Regions from separate parts of the Ovis aries genome. Here all the other regions are linked to region 1. A link is a contact called in public Hi-C data. All regions are on one chromosome and are shown on one strand. The core of a region is the stretch at or near the end of the contact, and the rest is flanking DNA. Distances in the headings are between cores, read along the strand shown.

What was found. Hi-C and Micro-C count contacts between places; a contact is called where the count stands out from the background.
Region 2: a Hi-C map of hypothalamus shows a contact between it and region 1, with 4 times the contacts expected there. The contact joins two enhancer-like sites. A contact is called at or near these places in 12 of 16 Hi-C or Micro-C datasets (blood, hypothalamus, liver and 6 more).
Region 3: a Hi-C map of hypothalamus shows a contact between it and region 1, with 3 times the contacts expected there. The contact joins two enhancer-like sites. A contact is called at or near these places in 10 of 16 Hi-C or Micro-C datasets (blood, hypothalamus, liver and 5 more).

Annotation. Positions count from the first base shown.
Region 1 is chr19:57,747,068-57,749,896 of ARS-UI_Ramb_v3.0, reverse strand. The region is part of intron 4 of SLC6A6 (solute carrier family 6 member 6); the gene reads left to right. Among named protein-coding and RNA genes, the nearest start is that of SLC6A6, 49 kb to the left of the region's middle. Within about 2 kb of position 1,511, at least 4 of the 54 cell types and tissues checked have an H3K27ac peak or open chromatin away from gene starts, as enhancers often do. A contact at or near this core is called in hypothalamus, where this site is marked.
Region 2 is chr19:57,904,869-57,907,746 of ARS-UI_Ramb_v3.0, reverse strand. No RefSeq gene overlaps it. Among named protein-coding and RNA genes, the nearest start is that of LSM3, 58 kb to the left of the region's middle. Within about 2 kb of position 1,401, at least 6 of the 54 cell types and tissues checked have an H3K27ac peak or open chromatin away from gene starts, as enhancers often do. A contact at or near this core is called in hypothalamus, where this site is marked.
Region 3 is chr19:57,946,995-57,949,878 of ARS-UI_Ramb_v3.0, reverse strand. No RefSeq gene overlaps it. Among named protein-coding and RNA genes, the nearest start is that of LSM3, 16 kb to the left of the region's middle. Within about 2 kb of position 1,613, at least 33 of the 54 cell types and tissues checked have an H3K27ac peak or open chromatin away from gene starts, as enhancers often do. A contact at or near this core is called in hypothalamus, where this site is marked.

The DNA.
Region 1 (2,829 bases), core at 262-2,761:
CCTCCAGCAAGTCACTGCCCCTTTCTGAGCCTCAGTTTCCTTAACTGTCAAATGAGGGCAATGAATCGTTCCTACACCCATGGGATCTCTGTGAGGATTGTTTCCCAAAGGCAGGTATATGTCCTTATGTTGTCTGAAAATGATATAGTTTTCTTAATGTATTTTAGAAAAAAATATATATAGTTAGCACATCAAACCTGTTATTGCCCAGAGTGGGGGAAAAAAAAGGCATATAGGAAGCTTGAAGTAGTTACTCAAGTGAGCAGGTGAGTAGATAGAGTGAAACATATGTATCAGTTAGCGTTTGCTGTGTAACACCCATCCCCAAATTGGAGCAGCCATTTGTTTGACTCATGGTCCTGCTACTTGGCAGTTGGGACAAAGCTTGGCTGGGCAGTTCTTCTGGGCTTTGCTGGGCTCCCCCCATTAGGTCAGCTGTATGGCATTGGGGTCACTCTTTTGGAGACTGGCTGGCTCCTGGCTGGGGTGCCATAGGCAGCTGGTCTCTATAGTCTCATCACCCTGCAGGCTAGCCTGGGCTTGTTCCGAGGCAGCTCAGCATCCCAAAACAACACACGGGAAAGCCCCAGTGTGAGAGCACTTTTCCAGCTTTTGCTGGTACCATTTTTGTTAAGGTCCCGTTGGCCGAAAAGAGGCCTGAGACTCAAGAGGCAAGAGGTGGGGGAATAGGCTCCGTCTCGTTAGGAGAGGAAGGAGAATTACGGGCATGTTTTGAAGTTGCCCACGCTATAGCCAGTGAGATGCGTACACACGGCCAGTCCTGGGGAGGGCGGACCACGGAGGCCTGCAGTCGGGTAGCTCTTCGCTGACGTACAGGGTCGTCCTTCTAACCCAGTGCTGGGAGCCCATCAAAAACGGATGAGTGCCTTGCTTTCCCTGCTCTCCACAAGCTGTTAAACGGGTGCTCAGCAGCCCCTCCAACCCTGGAAGGAGCAGGCAAGGCCCCGCGTGGGGTGAGAGCCAGGGCAGGGAACGGTGTTAAGGGACGGCCTTGTCGCCGCCAGACAAGACTCCCTCTCCTTCGTGTGTGGATTTGCTGCGTCGAGGAGCCTCTCCCCCTCTTAGAATCTGGCCCCGGCACTGGCCCACAGAAGAGGGAGCTAAGCGCTGGCTGTTCCCAGCCTATCATCAGGGCCGGTGGGGGGCGGAACTCAGGCTGGAAAGGGCCACTCGGCCACTCCCCCAGGTAATCCACGTCTCCCTCCTGACCTCAGGCCTTCAGGATGTGCTCACCTCCCGAGGCTCCTGCAAATGGGTTCTTTCCTCAGAGGTGTTTTCCGCTTGCAGACAAAGACCTTTACAGGCACAACCCCCCGCCATCCCTGGACAGCTGAGTTGGCAGACAAAGAAATGCAGGCATTTCTTTCTTCTCACTTGAATGGGGCCAGAGTTCCAGGGCCCTGTCCGTTCTCTGCTGTGCCTGGCACAGCCTGACCACCCAGGGCCTGCCCCACCCAGGATGCCGGCACTCCACCCAGCCCCTCTGGTGCCCGCCAGGGCCTCACTGCCTCGGGCGCAGGTTGGCCGCCTGGGAGGGGGCCGCCGCTCTGCCAGTGCTGGCTGGGGCTGGTGCCTCTTCCTCTCTGAGCCTCAGCGTCCTGAGCTGTACTTGGGGAGGTCGTAATCCTGCCCTCCCAGGGCGGTAGGACACCCCCCACCCCCCACCAACAGAATGTGACCCTGCATGACCATCCCTGTCTACTTAGTGTCCCCGTTGTGGATGAAACTGCCCCCTGCCCAGGGACACCTGAGGCTCAACTTCGGGGGCACTAAGAATGGCCCCTTCCTGATGCCCGTGTGACCCCCCCCCCATCACAGAGGGGCTGTCCCCTCTGTCTCAGGCCTGAGCCCTCGTGATCCGTGAGGTCCTCTCCCGTGCCTTCTCCCGTGCCTGTCCCCCAGCCTGGGCCCTGCTGGGGGACTCCAGGGCTCCCGCCTTCCAGAACCCCCATCCTGAGCACCCCAGCTCCCTTCCCTGGCCCGCATGGTCCACAGAGAGCAGCTCCGTCCAGAGACTGCCCACCGCCCACCCGGCCTCCCCACCCCACCAGCCTTTGCAGCCTCCCATGGGCCCTGGCTGAATGTCCACGGATACCCTGGGGAAGACTGTAGTCCCTGGAGGAGGAGGCTTGGCCGAGAGGACCTGCCTGCCACCGGAGGGGCCGAGGCTGCCTGCCTTCAAAGGCCTCCCCTTCTCTTGGGTGTGAAGAGGGCGAAGCAGAGAGAATCGTCCCAGGGACTTGCTCTCGGCATTTCATCCCCTCTTCATGGAGGCCGTTTATGGAGGGAACACATCTAGGAGTCGTCCTCAGCTCCTCTCAGCTTCAGCCTCAGACCCCACCCCTGTCTGGTCCCCTAAGCTCTCTGTGTAGAGTATAACCAGATGGCCGTCCTCCCCACCCCCGGAAGACCCCCGTCTCCCCCAACCTCACCCTGTTACAGGTGCGTCTCTGCAGTCAGCTGTGAAGCCAGACACGTCATCTCTCAGTTTGGAAGCCTCTCCTGGCTTTTCCGTGCTTGTAGGCTTGCCCCAGCCAGGGAGGGTTAGGGTTAGCCTGGGGCAGCACATCACTCCCTCTCTCTGGCCTCGTTTCCCTGTCAGCAAACAGAGGGGCCAGGTGAGCTGGGCTTTGGGGGATGAGTAGGAGTTCACTAGGCCAGAAAAAGAGGGAAAGACAGCCTAGACAGAAGGAACAGCCATGCTGAGGCGTGGCGGTCGTAAAGCTCACGAGTGGCAGCACGTCCTTGCTTTGGCCCACGCGTAGGACGTGCGGAGCCAGGGAGAAGGGTGGAGCCTTGGATGCTAGG
Region 2 (2,878 bases), core at 152-2,651, 160 kb before region 1:
ACAGATCTGCGACTTCGAGAGGGAAATGACTTCAGGTGTGGCCGGATCCAGACGCTCCGACACGGCCCTCCTGACTGTGACCCCCTCTGTCTTCCACTCCGGTTTCTCCTGCGCAGGTTCACTCTCAGGCTTTCCCTTTGCTCTGGCAAGGGAGGTCTGGCTCCAGTGGAAAGGCAACACCCTCTTCAACAGAGGAGGCAAAAAAGGGCAAAAATCCCAGGAGAGGCTCTCATTGGCTCAGACCGATTCATAACGCCCGTATTGCGAATCGGCCTCACTGCGAACACGGAGAATGTGGGAAGGGTGAATCCTGAGAGGGAGAGAGGATTTGCTACCAGAATTAAATGTGCCACATCTGTGCTCCCACGTTTTCCTTTCTGGAATGTTGTGCTCTTTCCCATGATTAATGTGTCCATCCTTCTGATCCTCACCTACCTAGAAACCCAGACTTCCAGACGCACCGGCCTCTCCCTTCTTTAAATGCAGCGTGTGCCAGTAATTACACTTGACTTTGTTTTAAAATGTTTATAATTTGACTTTCTTCTCATTATAGCACAATACCACTTGCTCCCCCCAAATAAATCAGGAAATGCAAAGATGAAGTTCCATTACCTCTGGGGAGGGAACACTGTGCCCAGGCCTGGACTTTGAGGTGACGTTTCAGACGGGAGAGGGGCAGAGCCAGGCGTGTTTGAGGGCCGGGGACCAGCACATGCGAAGCCACAGGGGCTGGAGGAAGTGACAGCAGCTCAGCAGGTAGGGGTGGAGTGCGAGGGCCGGGGCTCTGAGAGCAGGCCGGCAGAGGGGGGCAGGAGCCTGCTGGGGGATTTTATGGGAGGCGGCGTGCTCTGGCTGGCATTCGGCATCGCTCTCTTGGCTGAGGTGAAGGCAGAGGTGATGCTGGCTCTGCCCAAGGTGGTAGCCGTGGAGATGGAGAGGAGCAAGGCAATTGGAGCCGGGGGAGAGGTGGGGGAGAGGCCTGAGTGAGTGCTGGGTTCTGGCTCAAGCCGCGGTGTGGATGGGGAAGATGTACCAGCCATTCTCTCCTGGAGGGACCCGAGGTGGGTTTGCACTCGTGTCTGCATAAGCTGCGTGGGGCTGCTTTGATGGGGGCTCCTTCCCCTCTCTGCTGAGCATCCCTCCGTATCCATAGCACATCTTCATGGCACCCTTGGCAGCGCCCGCACGGTGAGTTTTAACCAGTGCTCCGTGGATGGGTACTGAAGTTGTTTCTGTCCTGCCCGTTTAGTATCTGACCAGCGGCCAGCTTGCTCTGCGTCTCCGTTATCCGCCCCCGTGTCTCATCTTCAGTTCTCTCAAGTCAAGGAGCTGACCCCTCCTGGCTCTTCTCCTCAGCGGCTTGCATTTTGGCCACTAGACGGCGTGATTGCATAGCATTCCCGGGAGGCTCCAGCCCCGACTCCAGTCTCAGGGCTGAGAGCTCAGAAGGGCACCCAACCTCCCAGCTCTGACCTCCACCCGCAGCGGGACTGCCCGGCCTTGCGCCGAGACCCCTGTATGGGTGGACCTCGTGTTCTCAGTGCCCACAGAATTGCCCTAGGGGGCAGCGATCTGCTGCCCGCTTGCAAGTGGGTGTTTCCACGCTTCCTTCCCTGCAGGAATGAGGGGTTGGCACTTTGCGCAGCGGCTTCTGAAATGTGGTATCCAAATTGCCGGTGGTGCCTGGGGTGGTTTGAGGGGGTGCCAGGATCTACATTACCAAAGCTTCTTTGGTATGTTTTTAGAAAAGTAGCAGTTCGTACATCAAATCCACGATTTCACAGAAACCATCATTATTTAGAATGAGGTGAAATTAAAAGAAAAAGGTTTGAATTTTAGTTTTATTTAGGTTTAAAGAAAAATCACAGTATGGGTCGCATACAAATAAGTCACTGACTTCACTGCATTTACGAGGTTCCAGCTATGAGTCTAGATGAGACAGGACATTGGCCACATAAAATCTTACGAGGACGGAGTGTAAAGGCTTAGACCCTGGAGGACGAGTCTTAAACCCTTGGAGCCTAGAACTGGAATCTCTGAACCACAGTATCTTTGTGTGATTTTCAAAAATACCATGGAAAGACAATATTTAATAAAGAATCCTTAGAATTCTTGGAGTCCATGAGAATCCTGGGAGATTAGACTTAGGGGATTCTGAACGCCCAGGACCCTTGTGTGAAGGGGCTGCCTCGGGAAATGGCAGAGTCAAAAGGGACCCTCGGGGACGTGCAGGGAGCCTGCTGAATGGCAGCCGTGGAGGCTCGAAGCCCACCTGAGCCTCACCCTCCCTGGTCCCTCAGTCCCCCTGTACCCCGCGGCGCTCAGGGCTTCCAACAGGTTTCTTCAGGAAGATCCCCTGCAGGAGGGCGTGGCAACCCACTCCAGAGGAGCCTGGCGGGCTACAGTCCATGGGGTCACGGAGTCAGACACGACTGAGCATGTCTCATATTCAGAGGCAAACGAGCAATCTGTGTCCCCCCCGCCCCTCCCGCGGCGAGTCACGTGTCCTTCCCGCAGAATGCTGCAGTCTCCAGGGCGGTGCTGATGGTGGGATCTGAGGCAGTGTGGCCCGTCGGTGAGGACAGTGTCTGGAGGGCCCAGTGTCTTTGGATGTCCTTCAAATCCCTGCCTACTTAGAGCCCCGAGTTTGCTCTTTGTTCTCACCTGGAAATGAGGTACCTGGATTGGGGATGGCAGAGATTGGGAACCCAGGGAAGGCACCTTGCTGTTGTGTCCTTCCTGATCTCAGTGTTCAGATATCCACCTGGAGATGAAACTCAGTACCTTCTAGAGTTCTGGACATTTCTAAATCTGTCCTGTCTTTCAAGACTCAACTCAGGGTCACCTCCTCTGAGAAGCCTTCCAGGATTACCACCTC
Region 3 (2,884 bases), core at 364-2,863, 200 kb before region 1:
TCTGTCCATGGGATTTCCCAAGCAAGAATACTGGAGTGGGTTGCCATTTCCTTCTCCAGGGGATCTTCCCACCCCAGGGAGTGAGCCTAAGGCTCCTGCGCTGATAGGCAGACTCTTTACCGCTAAGCCACCAGGGAGGCCCCACATCAGATAAGCCCGCTTCACATCCCAGCTGTGCCACGGACCAGCTGGGCCAGTTACTCACAGCCTAACGTCAGCCTGTAAGGGCTGGGAAGCGTTTCTTTAAGAAGCCAGGACAGATCTCAGAACGTCACTGACACATCGCGGACCTTGGGTTTGGATGTCATGAAGGGGAGGCAGTCCTGGGAGGCCCATTCAGTTTGCTCAGGTCACTCACTCACTGTATTCCAACTATCCCCACTTTTTTTTTTCCTCCCCAGATAGGTTTCACGAGGACCATGAATGTGAAAAAATTTAACTCAATTAAAATTTATTCTCAAACGAGCTCTCGGTGCCAGGCTCTGTCAGTGGGGCACTGACCACAAACTGCCCAGCGCCGGTGCTGTGCAGGACGCGGCGGGCGGGGTGCGGGGCTGAGCCGATGGTGGCGGAAGCGGGTCCGGTCTGAGCTGTCCTCTGAGCAGCAGCAAGGGGCAAGGGGCGTGAGTCCAGGCCCCTGGGAGCTCCGAGGCGGGAGCCGTTTTCGCCCGGTCAGGGGTCTGCAGGGAGGCCAGTGACTGGAGGAGCGAGGCCGCACACGGGCCCTGGCGTTAGTGACGTGGAGTCTGCTCGGCCCCTCCTGGTCGCACGCAGACTTTTTCCTCCCTGCCTCCTTTCCTCTCCCCTTTCTCGGGTGCCCAGCACGTGTTTGTCGGTGGCTGCCCGCGCATCCTGGCTCAGCGTGGTTTCGGTGCTCCGTAAGCCCGGCTTTCCCCGCGTGGCCTGGTGAGGGCAGGGGAGCGACCAACGTGCAAGACCGGCGCGTGCGCGGCCCCAGTCCGTGACTGCACGGGGATCCGGGGCACCGCGGGCATCGCACACCCGCGGGTGAGGCAGGCCCCGGCGCTGTGCCCCCGGCGCTGCCCCCGCAGAGCGCCCACCCGCCTCAGAGGGCGGGGGTCTCCCCTGGGGGGGTCGGCTGCGAGGAGCAGCGTCTGCAACCAGCTCTCGCGTCCGCGTCGGGCGAGTTCCGGCGAAAGGGCCTGCGCGTCCCGCTTCCGGCCTCAGCGCCTCGCCTGCAGGGAGGGCCGAGGAGGGCCGCACCCGGGCTCGCGCTCCGCCCGGCTTCCGGCCCCGGGCTCGCCCCACGGCCGCGTCCGCTGGCGGCAGCAGGTGGCGCTGCGCTCCGTGCCTTTCTGCCGCCCATTTATTTCCTTAAACCCGGACAGCGTGCGGAGCTCCAGCCTAACAGTATCTGTCGCTACCAGGAGCAAAGAAGGAAAGAAAATCGCGAGCTGTTCAGGCCCCAGGGAGCAAGTCGTCGGGTGAAACGCCCTGCGTGCCCACATACTGCTGAGTTAAAACGAGACCCATCGCCGGCCCGGCCACATCCCAGACAAGATGCCTCGGGTCAGCACTGTCCTGTGCGCGCCTGTAGTTGGCGGGCGGTGGAGCGCCCTCGTCGGGATTTGAGTCAGGAGGCTGCCACCGTTGAGGGGATGTTTTCACCTCGCGGCCTCAGGGCCTTCAGCTGTGCACTGTCCTTTCAGCTTAAGCTCTGTGTGTTGCCGGAAGGCCTGCGGTCATTCTGTTACTGATTGGCAGAGCCTCGGCTTGGAGTTCTTGAAAAAACTCCTGGTGATGGTATTTGCAAGCCAGCAGTGTGTGCTCCACGAAGAGGAGAGATTTGGAGCCCAGAGGCCTTGTGTTTGTTTGCCAGCACGACTGCTTAGTGGCCCAGCCTCTGAGCCTCAGTTTGCTCCTCCCTGACCTGAGGGTGGTAGCTGCGCTCAGGAGGCTGAGCCTTCAGTGACGTTCGCGCAGGATCTGGCTTAGGGCCGGCGTGCAGTGGAGTTCAGAGTATCTCTTGTTTTCCTAATTAAACCAGTGGTTCCATGCCATGTGCTCCCTGACTCCTGACTGTCAGGCCTCTGTATTCCTCCAGAGTACAAAAGACCACTTGTGAACACTCCTCTGTCTTGTAATAAGGATCAGAGCTCTTCTTTATGAGGTCATAGTTTCTACCTGGCTGACTCTATTATAACAGTATTTAAAAAGTAATCATCACATTGACATCTGCCGTGGTTTTTCCTTTAAGACTTTCCCAGGCTGAGGACTGCTAGCAAGTGGGTTGGATAAAAGTGAATCGATGCGGATTTGGAAGTCAGATGAAGGGCAGGGGGCTTCCCCTGTGCAGAGTTTCGACCCCCCTCCCTCCTTGCTTCAAGGCGGTGTTTCTCTCATACAACTTTAGGATCCAGGGGAAACGGGTGGAACTAGCTCTTTGAACAAGGTCACCCAACAGCATCACGAGGTGATGACGTCACTGTCAGCTCTTGCCCAGGAAAAACCTAGGGCTCAAATAACAAGGAGAGGACAGGTCATCTCCATGGCAGGTTGGCAGAGCTGGTTGCAGGCCACCATCAAACATCAGGCCCGGAGTGTTGTTAAAATGACCCGGGGCCACGCCTGCCTCTGCTCAGTCTGCCCTGGGTGGCCTTGCTGCCCTTGCTTCCTCAGGACAACTGAATATCACCAACGGGTGGCTTTTTTGGTTGTTCTCTTTCCTAGAAGAAAGGTTACCAAGTGCCAGAATCAAAATAGAATGTGGATGGTGTCCCAGGAATCCTGTGCAATCCAAGCACACTCACATTGTCCCCTCCGGCCTGGAGGGGACGGAGCAGATAAGCGAAATCGCAAAGTTATTATCGCTCTGTTGGAAGTGACATCACGGAAGGCCTCTGGTCAGCCTCTCTCTCCCAGC